Linked DNA regions of Capra hircus: region 2 is linked to region 1. A link is a contact called in public Hi-C data. All regions are on one chromosome and are shown on one strand. The core of a region is the stretch at or near the end of the contact, and the rest is flanking DNA. Distances in the headings are between cores, read along the strand shown.

Region 1 (2,700 bases), core at 145-2,644:
TCAGAGGGGTCACGGGACTCCAGAGAAGTATTTTTGTCAATTGCTACAAAGCAAATTACCCTGAAATGTTGTGGCTTAAACCAACAGTAATCATTATTATCTCTCAGGGACTCTGGGGGCCAGTATACAGACAGAACTTAGTGGGGACAGCTTGCCTCTACACCATTATGTAGGGCCTCCCAGGGGTGACCTGAAGGTCCATACTTGCTGTGGTTGTTGACTCTAGGCCCATGGCTGTCTCTGTGGCCCTGATTCCTCCCAGCGTGGTGACTGGTCCCAGGAGGACCCAGAGATGGAAGGGGAAAGAGAGAAAATGAATGAGAACCAGGCAGAGTGCTGTCTTTTTCTGACCTGGCCCCTGAAGGCATCATTGTGCTCCACTGGTCAGGCCAGTCACAAGCCACCCTGCCCTCCAGATCCAAGATCCAAGGAGAGAGGACAGAGACTCTCCTCTCCGTGGGGGTAGTGTATATCCATCATACTGCTGGGGGATCTTACAGGATGGCCTAAGTATGTCAGAGCCTTTGGAGAATGCAGTCTGCCACGTCCATCTAGGACTGGGGCCAGGGGGCAGGAGGCCAGAGGAGGGAGTGATGCTTGAACTGAGTGTTGAAGACTGGAGACAAATGTGTGGGAGGAGAGGGGAGGAGAGAGATTCCAGGTGGAGGGGCAGCATCCTCTAACGGTCAAGGATTTGAAAAAGCCTGGAGCGTTGGGGGCAACCGCTAGCAGTTCCATGACTGGGGCTGCTGGTGCAGGCTGGGCAGGTGGGAAGTGGGGCTGCAGTGTGGAGTGGCTTAACGTGTAGTTTGTCAGCCCCTGTGGTTGTCAATCCTCTAAGAATCAGACTCTCTTGCAGGAAAGAAGTACCTATAGGATCTTGCACATCATTTCAGGGATCCAGGCCAAGGTTCCTAACACCAGGGGAATTCAAGGATCCCATCCCGTCCTGTGTTCTGTGGAGCCAGCTTGGGTTCTGCACTTGCCAGTGGTCTCTCTGCAGGCATGTGTGACCTTAGGAAACCCCAGGGGCACAGCAAACTCAACCTGAATGCCTTGCCCAGCCCTGGTGTCACTGAGCCCCTGTTGTTCCTGGCGACTGCTGGGCATTCTGGTCTTCCTGGCATAGACAGAGCCTCATGTTCACAAAGTGCCTTTGTACGGTTCTGTTCTCCCAGTGATGGGGGCGCAGTATTCTCTCTACAGACTGGAAGCCAAGGCCCAGAGAGCACCAAGGTGTGGATGATGACGTGGGTCTGACAGCCTCTCCTGGCCAGCCTTTCTCCTGACCTTGGGGCTTGGCATCTCACTGAGCCACCTGACACCCCCTTGCCCTGCCCCACCCACGAGGCTCAGCTCCGGGAAGGTGTGACTCAGGCATGAGTCAGCTTTTGCCTCCCCTGGGAAAACCTCCAACAGAGCCATGCTGATGACACCTGCCTCTCCAGCCCTAAGTCTGCGTCTGCAGTGCACGCTGGGTACGCTGCCAGGGAGGTCCCTCACACTTCCCATGTTAGGTCTGCACTCATCTTTGCTCACCCAGGTGCCTCTAGTAGTCCTGTGCCAGGCATTTCCTGTCTTTGGGCTTTCATGTACTTGGCCATTAGCAGGTGGGCGGAGAGAGGCCAGGATCTTCCCCTCTCTCCACTCCGGGAAGCGTCTCCAGCAGGGCCTGGGGCTCCTCCATGCCCCCAGTTCCCACTGCACAGGCCTGTTCTGGTTTCGGCTGGCCTTCCAGCTCTCCTCACACTGCCTCCCACTCCATCCCTCCTTCTCTGGGTGGTGCCAGTGGTTTTCCCCATTGCTAACCGCTGTGCAGCCTCAACATCTTATGCGGCTTCTCAGCTTTTACATCAGTATGCAACCAATTCCCTCTGTTTGAGATACCAGCGTGCTTCTTGTGGCCCAACTGAACTCCTGACTGAGACCACTCCTTCCCCCTCAGGATGGCACCAAGTCAGAGTGTTCAGCCTCCCTCGCCTCCCCCTCACACAACCAGTCACTGAGTCAGAGGACTGTGCCTCTGGAATCCTCTTCAGCTCACTCACCCCTCCCGTCTGCTGCAACCTGGGGCAAGTCTTTATCATCTCTTGCTAGGATGACCCCAGCAGCCTCCCACAAGGACACCCTGCCACCCCACCTTCCTCCACAGTGGCCTGGGGCTTTAGACAAGGTCCCCAGACCTTTTCTAATCAAACCTAACTTTAGAGCTGGTGTTTCCAGTCTAGTCCCATGCTACCTTCCAGCCCTGGCCATCCTCCACACCCACCTCCTCCCACCACGCACGCTCTGCGTGGCCCTCCACCCTTTGTTCACCTGTTTCTTCTGCCTGGACCACCCTCTCTTTCTACAGGTAAATGTCTATTGATTCTTTAAGACCTGCAGCACGTCACTCCCCGTTCTGCCTTCTGTGGCCCTGGACCTGCCTCCTCAAGAACCCTTCTCCTGGGCTTCCCTGGTGGTCCAGTGGTTGAGAATCTACCTTGCAGTTCAGGGGACATGGGTTTAGATCCGCGGTCTGAGAAGATCCCACATGCCACGGAGCAAAGAAGCCCACGCCCAGCACTACTGAGCCTGCGTTCTAGAGCCCACGCTCCACAATAAGAGACGCCACTGCAACAAGAAGGGCAGCACCACCGTTAGAGAGTAGCCCCCACTTGCAGAAACTAGAGAAAACCCGCACACAGCAGCAGAAACCCA
Region 2 (2,700 bases), core at 168-2,667, 500 kb after region 1:
GGTGTACAGGTTTCCCGCTTGCCCCCAATGACTTTGGCCACTTTCCACTGACTTTTAACAAAAGGCCCTCTGGGTTTACTCGAACTTTCGCCAGGTTCCCAGTAGTAAGCACACTGTTGGCCCATGCAGGATTTCCTGATAATGAGTGTGGAATGGGAGCCCCTGAGAAACAGAGAGGTCCACCGTCAACTCTCAGCCGAGGGCCCACCTTCTTCAGTTTCGGATGTCGCCGTCCCTGGATGTCACAGGCAGCGAAGTCCAAGTCAGGGGCCCCTCACTGCGGTTCTTGGCTCTGCAGTCTTGTCTTTCGGAGGCTCAGCTGCCCACAGAGAAGCTGAGGTAACACCTCTGAGCCAGGCTCCTGCATGGCTGCATATTCGCTGAGCTGGCCACAAATACCCCTTGGCCATCTCCCAGAGCCCAGGTGTAAGCAGCCATCTGTGGGGGGCGGAGGGGGGGGGTGGTGTGTGTGGAAGAAAAACAGGAATGTCCCCCCACCCCTCTGTCACCCACGCCCAGAGCAAACAGTGCTCACCCCTCCGAAATAAGTAATCAGATGTTCCCAGGGTGGCCTGTAAACTACTAACCTCTCTCTTTGGGAGGTAGGAAGGAAAGAGGTTGCTACTGAATATTTCTCTGTGTTTCTGTCTGTGAGTATCAAGAGATAGCCTGTGTGTGTGTGAATCCCCCTTCACCCCGTGACTTACACAACTGGGTATTTACACACCAGATGGTCCCTGCAGGAAAAGGCAAGTCCCCAGCTGCTGTGGAATTTTAAGAGATCTCCCAGGAATGCCCTTCTGGGATGTCTGGTTCTAATTGCCTCCGTCAGCCAGCGCTGGCGAGCTGGCAGAAGCAATGAGAGGTGAAATTAAACAGATTCCAGTTCACATCAGACCCCCAGCCCTGCCAAAGTCCCCCAAGGGCCAGAAAAGAAAACAAATGCGGCCACAGTGGTGGGTGTGGTGGAAAGAACTCCAGACTGGAAATTGGAAGGCCCGGATTCACATCCCTGCACTGCCTCTAACGCCCTGCCCTGTGTGGCTTTGGACCCATCGCTTCCCTTCTCCTGCGGCAGTTTCCTCATTTGCTAAACGCATGGTGAGGACTACTGGCTGGTCTCCAAGGCCCCTCCCCAACCCCAGATTCAGGAACAGAAGTGTTGAGCTCTCATCGCAGCGCTTGGTGGGGGTGGGAATTTTTTTCTGAACTGTAAAACCAGATGCTTGGCATTTTTAGATCTTTAAGAAGAATGGCGTAAAGGGTGAGGATTTCGTCCCCGTCCATTGTAACCTAGCCCCAGCCCCAGCCCCAGCTCCAGCCCCATTTTTCCTCTTTACTTGGCCTAGGATAAGGGTGGCTGGAGACTCAGCCAGAGAGGAGACAGGAATCCCGCAGTTCCTTAGCGCCCCCTATAGGCCCAATGGGCAGTGGCGCTGAAACGGTGGTTTTCCAGGGAGCCACCTGCACTCCAGCCTCCCAGGCTTCTACTGCAAAGCCTAGGGTTTTAGAAGCAGGCGGTTCAAACTGGCCCCTAAGTTGTGCGGAATTTCTCTCTTTGTGGCGTGTTGCTTTAAGGCTCAGAGTAAAGCCGTTGAACTAATAGCCACAACAGTCTGGGGTTGAACACCCCATGGGGCTCCTACAGTATAGGCACAGTGGCCGGGGTCATCGAGGACAAAACACGGAAGGCTTTCGGTTCGCACTCAGCTCCTACTCACCCACCCTCCGCCCTCCCCCTCACTCTCTAACCCCACAGCAGACGCTTGCGCATCTCCAGCTACTACTGCTCACTACTTTCTGAGTCAACCTGTACCTGGTAGGGACTTTGTACGGCTAGTAACAGACCCACAATCACGGATCTGACTTTGTGAAATTGGGGGCTTATTTCCTTGTCAAAAAGGCATCCGCAGATAGCTGCAGTCCACAAACTCATGGGGAACCAGAGCTCCTTCCAGCTTTTTCCTTAGCCATTCCCACAGCATGACTCCCTCATGGGCCTTATGGACCAAGATGACCACTTAAGTTCTAGCCCTCACCTCTGCATCCAGAGAAGAAGAGGGGCCCAAGGGTTTCTGGGGTTCCTCCTTACTTGGTCAGTCCCCTTGAAGACCCATTTAATGACTCACACTCTGGCATCTCCTGGGCCACTCCAGTAGGGATGGCTGGGAAAGCAGTCCCATGGCCAACTCGCATAAAACTGGGCTCTGTTTGCCCAGGGAGGAGATTGGACGTACGGCCTATCTGCGCTGGGAGAAGCCAGGATTGGCCGCACAGTTGTCTCCTTCCTACACTGATTTCCTCTGCCTGCAGAGAGGACAGGTGCTCTGCAAGTGCTCACCGGATCCCAGAGAACGCCCCACCTCTCCACACAAGACCAGGCTCCTGCCAAGCTGGTGGAGAGAGATGGTATCTGCCCAATCACTATCTCCGGAAGATGATGCCAGGCAACTTCCTCTGAGCCAGGCATCTCTGGTATTTTCCCTAGGGAGAACTTTGCCAGCTCAAGGAGGACCTAAGCCCAGCTTCAGATGCACCTCCCTCGGTACCCGTTGCTTCCTTGCAGGCGCTAGTGGCTTTGTCTTGATCTTCCACTCCACCCAGGGAAGGAGATGGGGAGATCCCCAGCCCATATTTGGATATGCCCTCTATTCCAGGAAGAGAGTTCACTGCTTTCTCCCTAGATTTGTGTGTCTGGGA

Evidence for each region. A called contact is a pair of places that touch in the nucleus more often than the background predicts.
Region 2: a Hi-C map of blood shows a contact between it and region 1, with 2.6 times the contacts expected there. The contact joins two enhancer-like sites. A contact is called at or near these places in 4 of 5 Hi-C or Micro-C datasets (blood and liver).

Annotation. Positions count from the first base shown.
Region 1 is chr1:72,940,012-72,942,711 of ARS1.2, forward strand. No RefSeq gene overlaps it. Among named protein-coding and RNA genes, the nearest start is that of CPN2, 26 kb to the left of the region's middle. Within about 2 kb of position 1,395, at least 3 of the 5 cell types and tissues checked have an H3K27ac peak or open chromatin away from gene starts, as enhancers often do.
Region 2 is chr1:73,435,809-73,438,508 of ARS1.2, forward strand. No RefSeq gene overlaps it. Among named protein-coding and RNA genes, the nearest start is that of OPA1, 150 kb to the right of the region's middle. Within about 2 kb of position 1,418, at least 4 of the 5 cell types and tissues checked have an H3K27ac peak or open chromatin away from gene starts, as enhancers often do.